2 separate regions of the Rattus norvegicus genome follow, and region 1 is linked to region 2. The links are chromatin contacts, called in public Hi-C maps. All regions are on one chromosome and are shown on one strand. Each heading gives the region's core, a stretch centred on a gene start, on an enhancer-like site or on the middle of the called end of the contact. The rest is flanking DNA. Distances are from core to core; before and after follow the strand shown. Region 1 has its middle 9.8 kb from the start of Slc17a8. Region 2 overlaps Nr1h4 (nuclear receptor subfamily 1, group H, member 4).

Region 1 (6,114 bases), core at 1,981-4,480, 140 kb before region 2:
GCTTGGGTACCATACTACTCTTTAGTTAACTGGCTTCTAGCTAATGATTACTTTATTAAAAATTTCCCATGTACGAATCTTTCAGGGCCCTACCCCTCCATGGGAATCAGCTGACGGATGATGGTGAAGGGCACTGTCTTCATTTAATGTTAATTCAGCTAATTGGATAGCACCCATGTTCATGCAGGAGGCCCTGGTTAAACTCAGTGGCTCACAAAAAGAAACAAACGGAAAAACGCCAACTGTGGGAATGGGACTCATGAGGGGTTTGATGGGGTGAGAGTCATCAATACGCTATACATGAAATCGACAAAGAATAAATATAATTACAATTTTTCCCCTGTTCAAATAGTGTGGTTTCTGCCTCCTGCCTGACCCTGCTGCAAGACTTTTTTTTTTTTTTTTTTTTAAAAGCAGGTCCATGGTATACATATCTGCTAGCAAAAGGCATGGGTGTTACTCACAGGTTCTATAGTAAAGCTTCCCTTTTGAAAAGTTCTGAGCTGGGCATGGTAGCTCAGGTGTGCAATCCCAGCATTTGGGAGACTGAGCAGGTAGATGGCTGTGCACTGGAGGCCAGCCTGGGCTACATAGTAAGTTTAGGGGCAGTCAGAGGGAAAAGGTATCTCACAGGAAGAACAAGCAGGGTTGTATGTGCTAAAGATGGTGGAGATGTGGTTTAGTTCCTTCAGATCTGATGCTTGCTCTCTCTCTCTCTCTCTCTCTCTCTCTCTCTCTCTCTCTCTCTCTCTCTCACACACACACACACACACACACACACACACACACACACACACACACCAGCAGCCTAGGTTGCTGATGAACTTTGTGTCTGACTTTTTATGTTTTCTGCAAAGGTTCAGTATAGAGACGTGTCTAGAATTTTTACATAAGAATCGACATTGGGGAAAGTTTAAATCTCCCTCATGACCCTAAGCCCGCTGGCCTTTCCAACTGCAGTGATGTCACGTCCCCAAAGTGCGGCATGCCAAAGGCATGCTAAAAGCATGCAGTGCGTGGACTCTGGAGCCAGATAAAGGTGTGTTTGTCTTCTGTGTTTTAAGGAATCAGGCCAAAGTTACTTATTTGTTCATGAGTCGGAACAAAGCCAAAATTGTAAAAGAAAAAAAAAAAAAAAAAACAACAAACCCAAACTGAAGTCCTGTTTGAGTTTACCGGATTATGAGACAAAGTCTTGCTGTCTTGACTGTCACCCCAGCCTCTTGGGTTCTGGGATTACAGGCATTCGTCACCAAGCCAAGTTACGGAAGGTCAGTTTTGTAAATGGAGGGAAAGGCTTTCCACGGAGGCAGCTATGCTTGTCGGACTGCTCATATCTAAGGAGTTAGTCTAGGTTTCAGGTCCAACTGTGTGATCATGTGACTGACGTTCTCCCAGCAACAACCCTACCTACACTTACCAGAGAGCAATTGTCAAAAATCTCCCTTTCAGAAATGTCTTTGAATAGACTCGGATGTAAGTATTCCCGTCTCTAGACACTCTGAATTAAACCCACTGGAGCCTTCTGTGCCCCTGGTGGCTGGATTAGGGGCCATGGACTGTTACCTTTGTCACATTTAGCTTTGAACAGTTATGAAACCAATATTGGCGCCAGGAATGTCTGGTAAACTCTACTCTGGAATAGCTTCTCTGAGTTGGTGAAGGACAAATGTCGGACTTCAGGTCAGGGGTAAGGAAGGTTGTCAACCTGTTACAACCTGAAATTCTCCCAGATAATGGTCTCAAGGAAGGACTGTCTACACGCAGTTGGCCTATGGACACATTGGGGGGGGGGAACCTTAAGTAAATGGCCCGGAAAGACTCAGCTCACTGTGGGGGGCACCATCCACCACGCAGGAGATTCTGAATGGTATAAGAGCAGAGAAATTCACTGAGCTTGCATTTGCTCTCACTGCCCCTGATTGTAGATACAACGTACTTGTTGTTTTCAAGTTTCTGCCTTGGCTTCCCCACCATGACAAACTATATAACCTGGAACTGTAAACTGAACAGCTCTCTCTCTCTCTCTCTCTCTCTCTCTCTCTCTCTCTCTCTCTCTCTCCTCTCTCCTCTCTCCTCTCTCCCCTCTCTCCCCCCTCTCTCTTCCTCTCCCTCCCTCCTTCTTTCTCTCTCCCCTCCCTCTTCCTCCTCTTCCTCCTCCTCTTCCTCCTCCTCCTCCCCCTCCTCCTTCTCCTCCCCCTCCTCCATCTCCTCTCTCTCTCTCTCTCTCTCTCTCTCTCTCTCTCTCTCTCTCTCTCTCTCTCTCTCCTGATTTTTGTTGGGATGTTATCGCAGCAACAGAAGAGGAATTAGCACATGTACTTCTAAGCAACTGGTTGCTCTGTTCTTTTTAGAATAGCCAAATAGTAAATCAGGTACCGAGAGCAAAAAGGGACAACCAAGTTTTTAGGGCATTATACTAACGAAACAGGGCATCACTAGGACACAGAGTTCAATGCTTACATTTCTGACTTCAACATTTTGTTTGTTTGTTGTTTTTATGCCCTTCTGGACTATGATTTGCTTTTTGTATAAACATTTTATTTTAATTGATGTATATATGTGTATGCCTGGGTGCAAGTTTGTACAGATGAGTGTAGGTGCTCCCAGAGGCCAGAAGAGTGTGTCAGATCTCTGGAACTAGAGTCCCAGATCGTTGTGAGCCAGCAGTGTTAATGCTGGGAACCAACCGTCGGTCCTCCATAAGCAGCCACGCTGCCAACTTGACCACAGAACCACGTCTCCAGTCCATGATTTGCTTTCTTAAAAATAGAAGCACACAAAGTTCATGGAGGCTCCTGCTTTGGAATTAGAGTAAATATTTACACAGAATGAGGTTAAATCCGAGTCTTTCACAATGCAGAGTACTTTTTTTTTTTTTTCAGGCAAATTACGGGTCACACCTTCCCAGCACAGGGAGGGTGGTAGAGTGTGTGAAGTTCCTGGCGTGGCTGCTGTAGATTGGTAAGTGCTCTAGACATTCGCACTTCGTCACAATGCTGAATGCCTTCCAAGTACTTGAATGAAGAAAAAAAAAAAAAAAAAAAACCTCACAGCTTGTCACAGAGCACAACTTGAGTCCATTCATTCTTAAAAAAAAAGTAAGCTTCCAAGGTGTTGCAGACTTGGAATTGTGAAATTCTTGGGATACAAATATCAACGGGCTGTGGCCTGGCTCCCAGGTTTGCGGAGTATGAGTAAGCAGGCAGAGAGAGTGATAGCGCTTGCGTGCGCGCATGCCCTCAAGAGAGAGAGGGGGGGGTTGCGGGGGTGGGGGCATAGACTGTGGCTGGGAACCAGGGAGCAGGCACTTGGGCTAGCTTCTAGGGAAGCTCTTCACGGAGGAGACAGGGCCTGAGCTTGGGCATTCAGAGCCCTTTTAGAAGGATACTTGTGTTAACGAAGGGTTATGGAGAAGCCCCATTTTCTCAGCTTAAATTGGAAATCTTGAGGAGATTGGTTGAGATAACTCAAGTCCTTCTGAAATCAGGGGTCATATTGAATTAACCAAATTCGCTTATCATCACCATTGTTATTTAGTCTACTGTTGTTTTGTTTTGTTTTGCTTTTGAGACAGGGTTTTGCTATGTAGCCCTGGCTGCCCCACAGATCAGAGTGGTCTTGAATTCCCAGAGATCCACTTGCCTCTGCTTTTCGAGTGCCGGGATTAACAGCATGCTCTACCATTGCCTGATAATATTATTTTTAAACACGGTCTCACGATGTATCCTAGGCTGGTCTGAAACTTGAGATCCTCCTGCCTCAGCTTCCTCAAGGGCTGAGATCACAGGAGTGCATCACTGTACCGGCTGGCCAATTAACATCTGTTTCACAGTATAGCCCAGGCTGGCCTTAAACTCCTGGGCGGCCGTCTTGCTTCTATCTGTCAAATGCTGGCATGAAAAGCATGAACCACGGACACCTACCTGGCTTTGGGGTTTTGGACACTTTTTCTATGCATATGTTGTGAGTGTGCATATGTGTGTGTTCACATATCTGGGCACACATGTGTCTGGGTATAGATGGTTGGCATTGGGCATCTTTTTCTTTTCTTTTCTTTCTTTTTTTTTTTTTTTTTTGGTTCTTTTTTTCGGAGCTGGGGACTGAACCCAGGGCCTTGCGCTTCCTAGGTAAGCGCTCTACCACTGAGCTAAATCCCCAGCCCCGGGCATCTTTTTCTATCACTCTCTGTCACACTCTGAGGCAGCCTCCTAGCTCTGGAGTTACGCCGTCTCTAGAGTATGAAGCTTACAGGCGTCCGCCATGCCCTCTGGGTATCAGGACTCTGGTCCTCATGCTTGCGTGGCAAGCGCTTGTGCCTGGTGGCCCATCACCCCAGCTCTCTTTCAAAAACTTTCGATGAGTAGAAAAAGTGGAATTAGTGTTAGGTTAACATATTTGGTATTAAGGCAACAACAAAACAAACACCAAAGCAACCAACAGTGTTATTTGTATCAAACCATTGATATTTTGAAATATTTTATTAAAGTATTTTAGAGATTTAATCCACAGGGGTTTGAAATGGTTTAGAATAAATAACTTCATGAAGACTGGCTGATTTCTGGGAGGCGTGTATGCTGTGAATCTGTTTAATCTACAAACTGCCAGAAGGTGTCGCTGTTCCCCAAGCGATTCACATTAGCCTGTTTCCCAGGGGCATCCTAAAGAAGCTGGAGAAAGTTTTGTCAGGGATATTTCCCCGGTGGGGAGAGTCATTAGAAGAACAGCACCTCAAGAGAACGGCTTGTAGAAGATGCGTGAGTTCCTTCTTCTTTATTCTCAACACGATGAAATTATCTGGCCACTCAGGGTTTTGTGGAACCTCAGTAACGGGAAGGTAGAGTCGGTGAGATAGCTTAGCAGGTGAAGGCGCTTGCGACCACGCCCGACAACCTGAGTTTGATTCCTGGCACCCACATGGTAGAAAGAGAGAATCTACTCAGGCAAGCTATCTTCTTCACACGCACACAATTGGAAGCGAAGGCAATAAAAATATCTCAATATGGTTTGTGGCCCTGGCTTTTTGTAACATTTCGGTATGCATCATTCTATCACAATGGCATTTATTAAGTTTACTTTGGTTCTGGATGCCACCTAGGAATCTGTGAAAATTTTAAAATCATTCTGCAGGGACTATAAAACAAAGCCCCCCCCGCCCCCCCACCATGGTTTAATGACACACGGTCAAAGGAACCAGTGTCTTCCCATTTCCTCAAAAGGAGGGGAAGTGATTCATCCTAGTTGCCAACCAATATTTGCACACAGCCCGCAGGTAGCAGGTGGTTCAGGAGCAAGGACAATTCCACTGCTGTTGCCACTGGAAACCAGGGTAAGATATTAATGTGTTTTGTCGTGGAGAACGAAGCCTTCTGAACAGAAACAAGAGGCAATCAAGGACAGCAAGCAAATGAATGAATGGCGCTGTTTACTCGTTTTTGCTTGTGGGGACAGGCTTTTACGGGGGGGGGGTGTCTTGGAAAGCCTCAATCTTGTGGTGATTCCTTGCCTCTACTTCCTACAGTCAAAGAAACACGCCATTACTCTTGGTTCATAAGTATGAGTTCGTTTGTAATAAGTCCTTTAGAGTGTGAGTGTGCGTGTGTATGTGTGTGCATGTGTGTGCATATGTGTGTGCACATATGTATGTGTGCATGTGCACATGCAACAGTGAAAGAAAGAGTGTGTGTGTGTGTGTGTGTGTGATGCAGGATGCACATGCACACGTGTCATGGTGGTCATGTGGACGTCAGAGAACAATTCTTGAGAGTCAGTTTTCTTCCACCTTGTTGAGTCGGAGTCTGTCTTGTTTCTGCCATCCTGCCATAGGCCTCCGGGTAATATTTCTGTATCCATCTCCCCAGAGGAAGGCTGGGGTGACAGAGGGATACCCTCCCATCACACTTCTTTTTAAAGCAAGGGTTCTGGGAGTCCAGGTTGGGTGACCCGGCTTGTACAGCCAGTGTTTCTCCTGAGCCACCTTGCCAGCCCACGGGTGTGATTCTCATCCCCTCTGCCTGACGCCCCAGTACATTGTTGTCTCCATTCATTCACTTTCAGCAATGAGGGGCAGTAGTGGGCCTGACCCAGTTCTGTGGGAAGTTACAAAGCTTGAAA
Region 2 (5,518 bases), core at 1,787-4,286:
ATCAAGGACTTCTACATCAAACCAGATACACTCAAACTAATAGAATAAAAAGTGGGGAAGAGCCTTGAACACAGAGGCACTGGGGAAATTTTCCTTACCAGAACACCAATGGCTTATGCTCTAAGATCAAGAATTGACAAATGGGACCTCATAAAATTGCAACGCTTCTGTAAGACAAAGGACACTGTCATTAGGACAAAATGGCAACCAACAGATTGGGAAAAGATCTTTACCAATCCTACATCTAATAGAGGGCTAACATCCAATCTATACAAAGAATTCAAGAAGTTAGACTCCAGAGAGTCAAAAAACCCTATTAAAAATGGGGTACAGAGCTAAGCAAAGAATTCTCAGCTAAAGAACAGTGAATGGCTGAGAAACACCTAAAGAAATGTTCAACATCCTTATTCATCAGGGAAATGCAAATCAAAAACAACCCTGAGATTCTACCTCACACCAGTCAGAATGGCTAAGTTCAAAAACTCAGGTGACAACAGATGCTGGCGAGGATGTGGAGAAAGAGGAACACTCCTCCATTGTTGGTGGGATTGCAAAATGGTACAACCATTCTGGAAATCAGTCTGTAGTTTCCTCAGAAAATTGGACATTGCACTACCTGAGGACCCAGCTATACCTCTCCTGGGCATATACCCAAAAGATGCCCCAACATATAACAAAGACACATGCTCCACTATGTTCATAGCAGCCTTATTTATAATAGCCAGAAGTTGGAAAGAACCCAAATGTGCCTTAACAGAGGAATGGATACAGAACATGTGGTACATCTACACAGTGGAGTACTACTCAGCTATCAAAAACAATGACTTCATGAAATTCATAGACAAATGGATGGATCTGGAAAATATCATCCTGCATGAGGTAACCCAGTCACAAATAAAACACACATGGTATGCACTCACTGATAAGTGGATATTAGCCCAAAAGCTCAGATTACCCAAGATACAATGCACAGACCACATGAAGCTCAAGAAGCGAGAAGACCAAAGTGCTTCAGTTCTTCTTAGAAGGGAGAACAAAAATATTCATAGGAGGACATATGGAGACAAAGTGTGGAGCAGAGACTGAAGGATTGGCCATCTAGAGACTGCCCCACCTGGGGATCCAGCCCATATACATACAGCCCCCAAACCCAGATACTATTGCATGCTAACAGGAGTCTGATATAGCTGCCTCCTGGGAGTCTCTGTCAGAGCATGGCAACCCCGTGAGAACAACAATACCAACCAACCAGAGTTCCCAGGGACTAAATTACCATCCAAATAGTCCACATGGACAGACCCATGGCTCCAGTTGCATATGTAGCAGAGGATGGCCTTGTTGGGCACCAATGGGAGGAAAAGCCCTTGGTCCTGCCAAGGCTGGACCTCCCCTGCACCCAGTGTAGGTGAATGTCATGGCAAGAAGGTGGGGTGGTTGGGGAGGGGGAACACTCTTATAGAAGAAGGGGGAGGGACGATGGGTAGGGGGATTATGGATGGGAAACCAGGAAAGGGGATAATATTTGAAATTTAAACAAAAAAATTCAATAAAAAAAGAAAGAAAAATGAAGAACAATCAACAGCTCTTAGCGTTGTAGAATATTCACTTCTAGAGACAAGAGAATCGCCAATACTCATTGCTTGAATTGGGGGCACACACATGCTCTTATGTGCGTGAGTGCACACACACACACACACACACACACACACACACACACACACATTTGGGATACATGTCTCCCATGTGTGTTTTTTTCCCGTATGTATGTATGTATGAGGCCTCCTTATTGGCTTCAGCATTTCCTAGCTTATTCCTCTGCACCTCCAGCTCCCTATCAAAGCCTGTCCTCCCAATCACAGTCCCCAAGAATTTCAGAAGGGCCTATGTCTCTCCATATGCATAATAGAGTCTGCTCTGGCTTCTACTTCTACTACTGTCCCCGCCCCCAGACAGAATATCACTCAGAGTCCTGACTGCTCCTCTGGACATTCTGCATGGGCTACAGCGTTGCTCCTATTTCACAACTGTCCCACAAAGCTCCTGGGCCCTCGTGGGTTCAAAGGTCCACTCTGATATGTGGCAGTTATTTGAGGACAAGCGTTGTATTACTTTTCTGAAGCTGTCAAAAAGCACCATAGCTAAAAACAAGTAACGGAAGAAAGAGTTTATTTTAATTTACAGTTCCAGAAGGATAGTCCTTAACATCAGAGGAGGCATAGTGTCAGGGGGCCGGCACCTGAGAGATGACATCATCAACCACAGACAGAAAGCAGAGGGAGTGAATTAGAAGTGGGCAAAGTTACAAACCCTGAAAGTCCACCCCTAGTGATATGCTTCCTCTAAGAGAGCTCAGCCTCCTTATGGTTCTATAACTCCCCCTAAACACTCCACCAACTGAAGAACAATTATTCAAACACGTAAGACTGAGGGCGGGCGTCTCTCATTCAAACCGCCCAATGATGGAGGTGAGATTGGCTTTCTCTTCTGGTTGGATTCTGTTGAAAGGTCTGTCTTGACTTTCAGTGCTTTTCCTGTCAGGTCTTCCTCTTTCACACTGTGCTAAGAACAACCTCCCAAGGAGAATGCAGATGAACTGGCCATGACACATTTCTCCTGTGACTTAGGTTTCACTCTGGGATGAAGGTTATTGTTCTCGGTGTCTCCCAGAAGTCACCATTCGAAAAGGCGGGTTCCATGACAGAGTTTTCCTAGAGTTTAGGAACTTTATATGCTTGGTTTACCATATGGATCAGGTTGGTCTGGACGCTCTTGATGCTGTTGGTGTCTGTTTAGGTAAGCCAGACTTTCCCATTCTTTAAGAATTGTTCTTAAAGCCATATCTTCTGCCAGGTCATGGGGGTGTATACCTGCAATCCCGGTAGTCAGGAGGTTATGAGTTCAAGGCTACTCTGTGTCCCATAGTCAGTTCAAGGCCAGTCAGCTTGGCATGCGTAGTGAAACCATTGACAGACCAGCCAACCAATCAATCAAACAAACAAGTAGAAACAACACCCTTGTCCTTCTTCACCAACCTCAGTATCTCTTGACACCACACAGATCAGGGCATGGTATTTTGGACCTTTGTAAATCACATTCATTACAACACATAATCAACCTGGCTGTGTGGCCACTTTATGGATATCTGTCATTAAGCTTGACATTGTGGATCATGGATGCTTTTTGTTTTTTGGCCTCCGTCACTTTATCTCAGAAGATCCAGCCCAGGATTTACGCTGGAATGAGCTCTCAAAAAAATCTTTGTTGGAAGCGTGAATGAAAGAATGGGTGAAGCAAAGCAGTTGCTGTGGGCCACCTTGCCAGACAGATCAGAAGCTCCCTTGTGCTTGAGCTGGGAAAGACCTGGTGGGGAAGTTCTAATGAGATAAATATTTGTCCAACAAAACTCTAACATTCTCTTCCACGGCAGAAAATATAAATATTTAGAAAAAAATAGTTCTCAGTTGGAGACAGGATAAAAAGGTTAGAAAAGCATTCTTAGCCTAGCCAGAAAGCTTTGAGGACTCACCTATTCATTGCCCCCTCTCTGGGGACGTAAGAAATGGAAGGAAGGTAGGAAGGAAGGAAGGAAGGAAGGAAGGAAGGAAGGAAGGAAGGAAGGAAGGAAAGCTGACCTACGGAAACAGTTCTGTGTGGACATTGCTTCTCTTAAGTAAACTGCAGAAATTCCTTCAGAATGAAGTTTCAGACATTTGGGTAAGACTTATCATTATTTCTCTTTTGTAAAATGAAAAAAAAATCACTTAATGTGGGGGTGGTGAGGTTGTGCACACTTGCATGCCTGTAGCCTGCAGAGGGTAGAAAGGTGTCATATCTCAGGAAGAGACACTCCCAGTGGGTACTGGGAAGTGAACCCACATTCTCTGCAGGAGAAGTAAGTGCTTCTAAGGGCTGGGATATCGCTCCAGCTCCCATTATCTGTTTGTCCTATATCCCTTGCATTTTGGTCTTACCCTAGTCCAAGGTAGAGCTAATATAGACATTAAAATGAGTAAGAGTTCCTAAACATTTCCCCAGCAGCAAGAAATCAAATCTATCCTAGCAGAACAGTCTCTGAACTTTGATCTGCTGACATAATATGTAAGTGACCAAGGGAGTTATACTAAGAAGTAGCATGAGAATACTATCGTGTGTCTGCACAGCCCTGTTCAACTTTTAAATGAAGTCTAGAAAATAAATCAAAGATGAACCCTTTTTAAATTAAAACTTTTATATATGTTTTTGTCTCTATTTATAAAAGAAGTAAAGACAAACTCCCAATGTTATCACATCCTGTCTAAATCTCCAAATACTGGAATTAAAATGAAATACCTATGGAATATTAAAGTAGAAAATATCTTGTCTAAAGGCATATAACTTGAACATTTTTAAGTTCAAGTGAGATATAATAGTAACATTGAGAAAATACATACAGAAAGGAATAGAAAATATCTACAGAGGAGCTGTTTGGACGTCTGTATGTCCAACTGCTTCCTCTCTGTTTCTCTCGAATAACTCCTGACCCTGTCCTGCAACCATGAACTTTCTGTGTCTTTGCCTTCCAGGGTTCTTATTTGAAGACCACCATCCCAGAAGCACATTCTCGAGTTGAAAAGTTGGAGTGGTGTTCGAAATGAATCTGATTGGGCCCTCCCATTTACAAGCCACGGACGAGTTTGCTCTTTCTGAAAACTTATTTGGTAAGTTGTGAAATTGATTTAAATGGGGAGTCCACCAAAACTAACCGTGTCAGAAGAAAGCCCCAGCAGTGAGTTTGAGAAAATGATCTTGCTTCTTCTAAGTGCTCAATAAATGTCAACTCTTCAGTCAGGCTGTACTTTGGACTCATTGAACTCGGTATTCTTTATCTCTCTCTCTCTTTTTTTTTCTTTAATAGACGAGGGCTGTCAGTCTCTGCTTTGTGGGTTGCTAAGGCCTTGAGACTAGATAATTAACTGAGTGGGGAGTAGAAACTACTTCCTGATCTAGAGCGAGTCCTAGTATTATTATAACAGGTATTAAAGAATGAAATCATATTGCTTATGGCTTAATATGATACCTATCAAAGGCTGGAGTTACTTAGTGCTCAGCACAAAGGATCCTCCCACTGTTCCTCCCATGCTGGGGGGAATCTATGGTACAGTGTCATGATTAGTCATTTAAACTAGGTTGAGGACAAATTGTACTAAGTGGTTTTAAGTAGATCTGTAACCAGATGACACCATAAAATGATATATTGCTCCACTTTATGCATTTATGAAAAACATCTTAAGTATAAAGAGTTCAACTGAGAGCATTAGCAAAGAGTCAAAATGAGGGCATGTTTTGGGCGGGGTGGGGAGCATTCCGCCACTTTTTGAATGACTTCCTTCTGCATAACCTTCTCTGGAGGCTAGATTGCCCCCCAGTTCCTATCCAGCATTACATAGGCCATGGTAGACTATGATAATAAAAATGGTAAAACAAAACAAAACAACAACAACAACAACAAGAACAACAAAACCACTTGAACCCTCACCAA

What was found. A called contact is a pair of places that touch in the nucleus more often than the background predicts.
Region 1: a Hi-C map of liver shows a contact between it and region 2, with 4 times the contacts expected there. The contact joins two enhancer-like sites. A contact is called at or near these places in 3 of 12 Hi-C or Micro-C datasets (kidney and liver).

The regions. Positions count from the first base shown.
Region 1 is chr7:25,942,192-25,948,305 of GRCr8, reverse strand. No RefSeq gene overlaps it. Among named protein-coding and RNA genes, the nearest start is that of Slc17a8, 9.8 kb to the right of the region's middle. Within about 2 kb of position 3,230, at least 6 of the 93 cell types and tissues checked have an H3K27ac peak or open chromatin away from gene starts, as enhancers often do. A contact at or near this core is called in liver, where this site is marked.
Region 2 is chr7:25,799,044-25,804,561 of GRCr8, reverse strand. It overlaps Nr1h4 (nuclear receptor subfamily 1, group H, member 4), which reads left to right. Exons shown (of 10, transcript NM_021745.1): 2 at 4,563-4,697. The coding sequence starts at 4,631. Among named protein-coding and RNA genes, the nearest start is that of Nr1h4, 28 kb to the left of the region's middle. Within about 2 kb of position 3,036, at least 2 of the 93 cell types and tissues checked have an H3K27ac peak or open chromatin away from gene starts, as enhancers often do. A contact at or near this core is called in liver, where this site is marked.